2 separate regions of the Mus musculus genome follow, and region 2 is linked to region 1. Evidence: chromatin contacts called from public promoter capture Hi-C data. All regions are on one chromosome and are shown on one strand. The core of a region is the stretch at or near the end of the contact, and the rest is flanking DNA. Distances in the headings are between cores, read along the strand shown.

The links. Promoter capture Hi-C pulls out the DNA fragments that hold promoters and counts their contacts.
Region 2: a contact with region 1 is called in a promoter capture Hi-C map of liver, with 3 times the contacts expected there. The contact joins two enhancer-like sites. A contact is called at or near these places in 5 of 39 promoter capture datasets (cranial neural crest, frontonasal cranial neural crest, liver and 2 more), 4 of 484 Hi-C or Micro-C datasets (the G1E-ER4 cell line, LSK cells and liver) and 3 of 115 datasets of contacts at active chromatin or transcription factors (bone marrow-derived macrophages, microglia and pancreatic cancer cells).

Annotation. Positions count from the first base shown.
Region 1 is chr13:48,564,233-48,569,223 of GRCm38.p6, reverse strand. No RefSeq gene overlaps it. Among named protein-coding and RNA genes, the nearest start is that of Gm25232, 5.7 kb to the left of the region's middle. Within about 2 kb of position 2,758, at least 233 of the 459 cell types and tissues checked have an H3K27ac peak or open chromatin away from gene starts, as enhancers often do. A contact at or near this core is called in liver, where this site is marked.
Region 2 is chr13:49,196,690-49,201,985 of GRCm38.p6, reverse strand. No RefSeq gene overlaps it. Among named protein-coding and RNA genes, the nearest start is that of Ninj1, 12 kb to the right of the region's middle. Within about 2 kb of position 3,010, at least 34 of the 459 cell types and tissues checked have an H3K27ac peak or open chromatin away from gene starts, as enhancers often do. A contact at or near this core is called in liver, where this site is marked.

The DNA.
Region 1 (4,991 bases), core at 1,509-4,008:
TGGTTCACTTTACTCTGACTGTAACTGGAAACCATGATAGACTACAGCATAAACTAGACAGCAATTAGCTAAGTGAACGACGTGCCTTATTTATACGTGGGAAGAAGACTCATGACTATCAGAACGTCACACCCTCGCTGATTTATATTTCAGTGTAGTACTAAGCAAAACCCAGCAGTCTTATCTTAGAGAAGTTGAAATTTTGATTATGAAATGTATATGGAAAGGCAAAAGACCAGACAAGCTTCGACAACTTTGACATCCCGTGGCCCCTTGAATGATTCTCCTTCCAGAATGTTAGCATGTGTGGTCCTGGGATAGAAAGTTTTCTTCATCGATTATAAATATTATTCATTTTAACAGATTTAGTGAGAACTAATACACAATCCTTGGCAATTTGGTAAAGGTGTGTGTGTGTGTGTGTGTGTGTGTGTGTGTATGTGTGTGTGTGTATGTGTGTGTATATGTGTGTATGTGTGTGTGTATGTATGTGTGTGTGAGTGTGTGTGTGTGTATGTGTGTGTATGTGTGTATGTGTGTGTGTGTGTGAGTGTGTATGTATGTGTGTATGTGTGTGTGAGTGTGTATGTGTGTGTGTATGTATGTGTGTGTGTGTGTGTGTGTGTGTATGTGTGTGTGAGAGTGTGTGTGAGTGTGAGTGTGTGTGTATGTGTATGTGTGTGTATGTATGTGTGTGAGTGTGTGTGTATGTATGTGTGTGAGTGTGTGTGTATGTGTGTGTATGTGTGTGTGAGAGTGTGTGTGTGTGAGTGAGTGTGTGAGTGAGTGTGTGTGTATGTGTGTGTGTGAATGTGAGTGTGTGTGAGTGTGTGTGTGTGTGTGTGTGTGCTAGCAGGGATCCAGCCCAGGGCCTGCTGCACACCAAGCATGATTATCCAATGAACTACATCTGTAGCCCTGATTGAGTGGGCTTTGACATATGTCGTTGAAACCAATACCACAGTCAGAGTATGGGATGTCTCCAGGACCCTAAGAACCTCCTGAGACAGTGCACGGAACCTCCCTCCCCAGCCAGGGAGGCCACAGACCTGACTGTGGATTGGCTGCAGCTTAAGGCTGAATCAGAAACAATGTTCCCTTTTTCTGTCAGATTTCTGTCTCAGCATCATTTGGCTGAAGTTCATTCCTGTTACAAGATGTACCTGCAGCTTATTCCTTTTAATGGATGAATAATATTGTCCCCAGTGGATATTCCACCTTTTTAGTTTTTTTGAACTAGTCTCTCTCATGTAGCCCTGGCTGCCCTAAAACTCACTATGTGGCTTTGAACTGTAAGGGACCCATCTGCTTCTGCCTCCTAACTGCTGGGGTTAAAGGTATGTGTCACCACGCCAGCTCACTCCATAGCCGTTTATCCAGTCACAGGCTCATGAGATTGGTATTGCTTCATTCAAGCCTTTGTAGATATTTAGGAACAGCTGGATGATATAGTAGTTCCATATTTGAGTGTTTGAATGTCTCTTAAAACTACGTTCCAGAGTGATTGGGCCATTATGTTCCCCACAGGCAATATCAGAATTCAAGTGTCCTTATATCTTCAGTTATACCTAGTATGGTGAATCCTACTCGATTTTTTTTTATTATTTTGAAATCCTGCCTCTGTAACCCCCACATGTGTGTACATGCCTAAGTGTGTGCTTGTGGAGGCTCGAAGTTGATACCAGGTGTCTTCGTCAGTCACTCTCCACTTTATTACGACAGGGTGGGTCTCTCCCTGAACCTGAAGCTCACAGTGTGGCTGGACAGGTTGGCCACCGAGTCCCCAGAACCTACTGTCTCTTCCACCAAGCTCTGGAGTCACAGTGACACAGTGCCAGCCCTGGTTGTTTTTGTTTGTTTGCTTGCTTCTTATGTGGGTGCTAGAAGATCAGAACCTGAGTCCTTATGCTTTCATGGCAAATATTTTCCCAACTGGGCCATCTCCTCCTGTTGTTACTATTACTGTTGCTGTTGCTATTGTTTTGAATTAAAAGTAAGTAGACAGCCGGGTGTGGTGGTGCACGCCTTTAATCTCAGCACTCGGGAGGCAGAGGCAGGCAGATTTCTGAGTTCGAGGCCAGCCTGGTCTACAAAGTGAGTTCCAGGACAGCCAGGGCTATAGAGAAATCCTGTCTCGAGGAAAAAAAAAAAAAGTAAGTAGACCTTCTAACTGAATTCTAGTACCTGATTGTGGATCCCCAATGAACTTCAGCGATTTGCTGTATTTTTAAAATAGGAGACCTAGGCTATTTTACTTTATACTCTAAAATGTCTTTGAATAAATTGAAATTTATTTCTTAAGTTTTCCTTTTCTTGAGAATTTCTGAAGGATTGGATTTGGGGAAAAAAAAAAAACAACCCAATCTGTGTTGTAACAGCTGCCTTCCATCCTTCCTCAGTCCCTGTCTCTAAATATTACTCAGTAAGAGTAAACCATCATTTTTCTAGACTCTGACTGATGCTTTTTTTCTTCTTCTTCTTCTTGGTTTTCCTGGCCACCACACATTCAGCACACAGTCTCGCTTGCCAGATGTTTGGCTTCCTGCTTTCTATATTTAAAACACACGGAGGAGATATAGCTGTGATAGCCACATAATTTTTTATTTTCTTCTTTGGGTCAGTGATTTAAAATGTTGACATCATTTAAATTTGAAGGCACAAGAATGCCGGTTCCCTAACCTCGGTTAGGAAAGGGTACAGTCTTCCGCGGGGCTGGGAGGGAGGTCAGGCCAAGGCCCGGAGGCCTCCTCTGCAGGAATTCTGACACAAGGCCTCCTGGCTGTGGGCCAGAAACTGAGTCATGGCGAAAAGCTGCCTGCAAAATAAACCTTTGGGCTAATGAAAAATGCTGCTTTAGAAGGCCCTTTGTCAGAAACGAAGTTAGAGGTCTGAACACAATAGCCCGGCCTTCATTCAGGCCTGACTAGAAACACTCTGGAGTCCTCCCAACCCCCCTCTAGGTTAGGGACCCTTGAGCAGCCCATACCGAAGGAGGGGCACACACACACTGGGAACAGACAGCAGCCCCAGGCAGAACGGCTCTTTTCTATAGGACATTCCGAGCCAATCCTGTGAAGATTGAGAAGGCCACAGGAGACCACATGTGCTCACCTGGCAGAAGGGACTGGCTTTCTGGACACAGGACCATTAAACGTGAGCTCTTTTGCTCCTTTGTTCTGAGAAGACCAAATAATTCTCTGTCCCTCCACAGGAAAACAGAGCCAGAGGGTCATTCTGGTGACACATTTCTAAGAGCCATCCACACTTTCCCAACTTTTTTGTTTGTTTGTTTGTTTATTTGTTTTTTTGAGACAGGGTTTCTCTGTGTAGCCCTGGCTGTCCTGGAACTCACTCTGTATACCAGGCTGACCTCGAACTCAGAAATCCGCCTGCCTCTGCCTCCCAAGTGCTGGGATTAAAGGCGTGTGCCACCACCGCCCAGCCCAGCTTTTTATTTTGAGGCAAAATTTTACTATGTACGCCAGGCGAGCCTCAAAGTCACAGAGAGCTTCCTGCCTCTGCCTTCCGGGTACCGGTGCGAGTCACTAAATCCAGCCCCGTTTTTATTAGTCCACTGTTAGGGTTCTTTAATCTCAGTGTTTATGTCAATCCAGAATTGTCCCAGCTCCCCACACTCACCCTCTTTGAAATAAGGCATCATGTATCTCAATTGGCCTTGCATTCACTATGTAGTTTAGCCAAGGGCAACCTTGAACTTCTGGTCTTCTTGCCTCCACCTGGTACATGACTTGTTTATGTGAGGCTTCCTAGATGCTAGTTAAGCCCTGTACCAACTGACCTACATCCCCAGCCATCTTTCTGCTTCCCTCTCAGCCTGGCCAGCGTACAGGCTAGATTCTCAGCTTATCACTTTCAAACTTCAAGTCTCAGAGTAGGTCCAGAGTTGCCTGAAAAGCATCAAAGCAGATTCCATTTGGAGCCCTGTTCATATTCATTCATCAGTCAGGGCTGCTGTCCTGGTCCCTTACACGAGCAGAAGAGATTTGATAAATCGTCTGAAGTGAAAGGAAATCTGTGCTGGCTTCATGTGGTGGTCCTGTGATGAATGAGTGGGACCGTGCAGGTGGAACACCGAATGAGGTGCTCAGCTCCATCACAGCCCTCCAGCTCCCTGATAGACATGCTCTATCACATGCTGCAATCCTGCTGGGTGTGGTGAGTCATTCCTGACATTCCTGATTCTTCAAGCAATCAAACAACAGGTGATCATTTGAGCAGGAGCAGAACCCAGGCTACTCCTTCACCTCCATTCTAGTGCACCATTGTCCCATAGAGGAAGTTAAGAGAAAGGCCATGCTAGCACAGTTCTAAGGAAATTAAGATGTAGAAAGTAGGGGGTTGGTGAGATGGCTCAGCGGTTAAGAGTGCCGACTGCTCTTCCGAAGGTCCTGAGTTCAAATCCTAGCAACCACATGGTGGCTCACAACCATCCGTAACAAAATCTGATGCTCTCTTCTTGGAGTGTCTGAAGACAGCTACAGTGTGCTTACATATAATAAATAAATATTTAAAAAAAAGATGTAGAAAGTAGAATGTGAATTTAGAAACAGCACCAATCTCCCAATGCTGATGGATAGAACAGTTCCAAAGTTGGGTTTGTATTCTTGTCCTTTTTGTTTTTATTTTGCAATATTTTATTTTGAATTTTTATTGAATATATTTATTTTATGTGGTAATGTGTCACACTGCCGGGCAGTGGTGGCGCATACCTTTAATCCCAGCACTTCGGAGACAGAGGCAGGCGGATTTCTGAGTTCGAGGCCAGCCTGGTCTACAGAGTGAGTTCCAGGACAGCCAGGGTTACACAGAGAAAACCCTGTCTCGAAAAAGAACAAAACAAAACAAAACAAAACAAAACAAAACAAAACAAAACAAAGAAACAAACAAAAGATACCTTTGCACAAGTATACATTGTATGTTGGGCACATTACCTCTTATTTATTTTTATCATAGTTTTATAAAAGCATGGA
Region 2 (5,296 bases), core at 1,761-4,260, 630 kb before region 1:
CAGGAGCATGGGGTGGGGGTGGAGGTATTAAATCAGCCACTCTGTGGGGAGGAGGAAGGATTGTAGGAACCAGAGGGGTCAAGGATACAACAAGAAAACCTACAAAATCAACTAACCTGGGCCCATAAGGGCTCACAGAGACCAACCAGATAGCATGCATGGGACTGCTGACCTAGGCCCTCTGCACATATGTAACAGCTATGTAGCTTGGTCTTCAGGTGGTGGGACTCCTCACAGCAGGAACAGGGGCCGTCTCTGACTCTGTCGCCTGCCTTTGGAGCCCTTTCCCCCTACTGGGCAGCCTCATCTAGCCTCGATAGGAGAGGATGCACCTAGACTTACTGGAACTTTATATTCAAGGTTGCCTGATATCCATGAGAGACCTGCCCTTTTTCTGGAGAGAAAGGGAGTGGATGGGGGCAAAAGGGGGAAAGACTGGGAGGAGAGGAGGAAGGGGGAACCGGTCAGGATATAAAGTAAATATATTAAAATTTTTTTAAAAAATTAAAAAAGAATTTATTCTTCACTTAAAAAAAATCAGGCACACTGGAAGAAGGTCTGTACCCAGCATGGATGACCCCACCCACCCACTCCCTGTGGACACTTAGATAGTACCTCCTTCTAGAACTTTTCCATCTATGCACTCAAGCCCCTCTCCTAGATCCTGTGACCATCTGCAATTAGGCAGAATTGCACATATTTGGTTGGGAAGGGTGGCTGTTTACTCAAGGGAGGGCACAGTGACCCCTCCCACCCCTTCCTTTGTTGAGGAAAGTCAGTCAACAAGCCCAGCTGTGCGATCTTTTGGAGCAGACCCAGCCAAATTACCGAAGATGGTCAGTTTGGCTTAGAAAGTCATCCTGTAGGGCAGCACACATACAAACATCCACATGTGTGCACAGTACTTTGGATGTACGTCCATGCTCATGCTGTGTCATGTACATGTTCACTCACGTGTATGCCACATGTGCGGGTACACAGGTCCATTTGCACACACATTCACACGTACAAGACACCAGACACAGGATATGCGTCAGGACACCTGATGGGCTTGGGTCAGGGTGTCTGTTAGGCTCTGGCCAGGGTGCCTGGGGAGTTTGTTCTTGAGTGTCTCCCCCACCAGTTCCTCCACATCAGCCTTTTTTTGAGGAAACGTAACATCGTGAACTTGCGAAGTCATCATGAGTCTGTTTTCACCAAGTTTCCGGAGTCAACGCGTGCTTGAGCTTGGAAAGTACCAGGGCAGGCTCAAACTGAGATGACCCAAACGTGAGAGGAGTTGGGCACGGTATTGGGCCCCCAGGGAGGGATTCCATTCAAGTCGTGGGCTCACAGAACACGTGAGAGCAGCAAACATAAGGAGAGGGTTCTGGTTACCAACCTACCTATTGGCTGACCTAGACCCTTAGGCTGGGGCTCTGAACGTATATAGTGTGCATGCTCCATTCTGCGCCATTGGTGAACTGCAGGCAAAGGTGAAAGAAGGCTGCTCCTTCCTTCCTTCCTTCCTTCCTTCCTTCCTTCCTTCCTTCCTTCCTTCCTTTCTTTCTTTCTCTCTTGTTTTGTTTTGTTTTTTGAGACAGGGTTTCGTCCTGGAACTCACTCTGCAGACCAGGCTGTCCTCGAACTCAGAGATCCACTTGCCTCTGCCTCCCGAGTGCCGGGATTAAACTCGTTTGCCACCACCAGTGCGGAAGGCTGTTTCTTCAATGCCTTCCCATCTGGCAGGACACACCGCACCCAGTGAGAACGGGTGGCTTTGGCCCCTAGTGACCATGTCACTGCCCCACCTCAGAGCTAGTGTCTAAGCCTCATCAGTTTCCACTCCTCTAACACAGGAGCCCTATCCTGGGCACCCACTCGTGACCAAACCCCTGCTAAAGAACCATGACCACAGACAGTTGTGTGAACTGACCACTTTGTTGGAGGGTCGCCCAATATGTGACACAGTAAAGGTGACAGACACCTGGTGGAAGTGACAGACACATGTGTCAATTATATGGACAGGGCTCAACTTGGCCCTAGAACATGAAGAAGGGTGTTGGGGGGTGGCGGGGGGCGGCACGAAAAGCCTAGCTTTGTCAGTCAAAGGCTGGGAATGCCTAGGATGGTGGCTGAGAAGATCCTGGGTCTGGTCCCCATTTGACACCATTGCATATACCCCTTCTTTAGAGATGCCTCAAAGACCTGTGAGCCCTGGTCCTCTGGGCTGTATGGGAGGGTATCGTCCTAATGTAGGCCTGCCCAGCCTCCTAGGCCAATGACTTTTTCCTTCTACACCGAGGCCCTCAGCCTGCCAAGCCCTGTCCAGGCTGTCCCTGGATGCCCCTCCAAGAGTGTCCCAACCACTTGAGCTCCATTCCATAGCTGGACTCAAAGCCAGTGGCTGAAGGCTTCAACATCTTGGACATTAGCTGCTGCCTGCTGCTGGGTTGGTTCTCCACAGGACTTCTCCCCTAAGCCGAATCCTGTGGAGGAGGCAGTAAAGGAACTCCCTGTTTGGACCTCAGTATCTCCATCAGGCTAACCCTGCCCTTCCTTCTAGCCATCCTGTCACCTGATGTTTGTGACCTGAATGAGTTAAGTCCATAAGAAGCAAGGGGCACCCCTGGCCACTTGCTCACTGGTGCCCCTTGTAAAACAGGTCAGTTGGGGTCTCATGCTAGCACACCACAGCGGCAGAGGTTCCTGTAAGGAATAAGCCACTCCCTTGGTGGGCATCCTTTGTCATCTATCCTCCACACATCCTTCTGGTCCTGGGTAAGATGTCCCTGATTCCTTGAGGCTGTCTTGGACACTCAAGTGAAAACAGGGTCTGCTCTTGGGGTGGTGTTCGCAGAAGGCAAGAGGATGGTGGGGGTAGTGCAGAAGGGAGACGCTCTCCCACCACAAGGAGTCTGAGGTGAAGGGGCCAGCGGAGGGGGTTCTGGAGTAGAATGGATACAGTGTGGTGGAGTGCTGAGCAAGCACACGGGTCAGGAGGGACACAGGGAACATGAGGGCGGAACCCCGAAATGCATCCGCATCTTGCACAACCCAAGCTGATGATTTGGGGGTGTTCTGACTCTGCTCCTGTGTAGTGTCATTTTTCCAGTTACTGTTGGGTCAGCATCTGCGGGCTGGGCCACCTTCCTTTTGCAGATGGCTTGAGGGACCCCGCCAAGGTCCCCTAGCCATAAGCCCAATCAGCCACAGTCCATGGCTCTTTCTGGTGGATCCTGGGCGTATGTCCTCTTTCAGACCAGATGAGGATCTGGGACAAGTGGACCTGTTGTGCTTTCTATAGACGTTGACACCTGAAAGGTCCTCACGGAGATGGAGAACCGAGGGACGCTGTTTTGTTCCCTCGCTGCTCAGTTCTCAGGCTCTCATCTACACAGCAGGTGAGGGAATGGGGTCGCAGTTTAGAAAGCAGGGGGGTATGCATGGCCTGGTGTAGCTTGGAGAGGCACTAATTAAATCATTACAGACACACCCCCCCCCCGGTTTTGTTTGTTTTTGTATTTTGAGACAGGATCTGGTCTCACTCCGTAGTCCAGGCTGGCCTTGAACTCACAGAGATCTGCCTGCCTCTGCCTCCCAAGCACTGGGATTAAAAGTGTGCTCCACCGTGACCAGATTCTCGTCAATCCTAATCTGATAACAAATCATGATCCTGGTACTATCTCGCTGAGGGTCCAGGGCACCAAGGTGCTGAGCAAGGTTGCGTTTCAAGGATCCTCACATCCCCTTTTGCAGTTGACCCGGCAGGTGCCATGGGTGTGAGGGAGGGGTTAACCTGGCTGGAGAGTGGGTGGTGGCAGAAGGCAGTGAGCTAGAGTGCAGAGAGCAACAGCCAGGGGTCCTTCCTGGAGTCCCTCCCAAATTAGTGGCACTGGAGTCAATGTTTTCCCAAAATTAACTATCTGGGAAGAGACAACAGAAAGTCATGAAAGACAGGAAATGGAGTTGTCTCCCAATGAAGTCAGGAGGGAGGAGAGAAGGCATGTGGGAAATTGGAGAGGAAGTAGGCTGAGCGTGACAGGTGTGGGGAGAAGGGAGCACCTGTTGTCCAACTATACAGGAACACCTCAGCACGTCAAATAGGTCCTCCCCCCAGCAGAGCCCCGCTGCCCACAGGGGATCTTAAAGGACACACGTGGAGAGGATAGAAACGCTGCAGGTTCATCCTATAAAATTAGCAATGCTCAGACACAGCCAGTGTTTGCCACAGGCTGGACCAGGCAGTTGTGGGTAGAGGGCTGGGCCAAACCAAAGCTTCATCCCTAAGAGAAGCAAGGGAGCTGGGGAGAAGCTCAGCTGTGCAAACATGACGGCCTGATCCCCAGCACCTCCAGAAAAAGCTTGGCATGGCAGTGTGGGGAGGTGGAGGCAGGAGGATTGCTGGAGCTTGCTGGCCAGCCAGTCTCGCAGAATCAGTGAGTTCCAAGTTTACTGAGAAGTGCTGCCTCAAAAATCAAGGTGGAGAATGGTTGAGTAAGACACCTGCTGTTGGCACTCTCTCTCTCTCTCTCTCTCTCTCTCTCTCTCACACACTCACACACACACACACACACACACTGGGTATACCCATTTCTCCCCGCTCCAGCAGAGGCCCCTGGCCCTCAGGAGATGCCGCAGGTGTAACTCACTCTGCCTATCAGTGTTGGCCTTGCATCAGGGACTGATGGGGGGACGTGGCATGGGTCTCTGAGTGTGGGGGAGTCATAGAGGACAGGACTGAGAACAGGGACACATCCACCAGGTGATGGGTGTTAGGGGACAGAGACACACACATCAAGAGATCAGGCCACGAGGGGTCCTCATCTCACCATGGGTGGCAAATGCCCAAAGGTCAGGTCCGAGCACAGGTCCCTGATGGAGAAAGCCACACGCTCTCTCGGAGCCACCCTGCCCAGGGAATCGGGTGACAGGCTGTTCTCACTGAAGCCACTTCAGAGCCCCTCTAGTCCCATCTGGGGTTTCCTCTTTTGATGAAGAAGGAACTAAGCCATGTGTTGGCCAACATCCGGCTGCTGAGTCCAGGCAAGCAGGTGGCTGCTGGCCAGCCCACGTTGGGGGACACACTAGGGACACAGTGACAAGAGTTATGGCCCCAAGCCAGATCTGGTCAGACCCAGGCCATCTGCACAGGATTATGGTCTCTACATCTTTTTCCCCATCTCTTTTCATCCAGCCCCTTATTTCCTGTGCCCAGTTTTGAGTTTATGAGTTCTGAGTTCAGTCCGCTTGCCCCAGCTTCTTGAGCAACTGGGACTAAAGACATGTACCCATGCACTCAGCTTTTCCCCTGGAA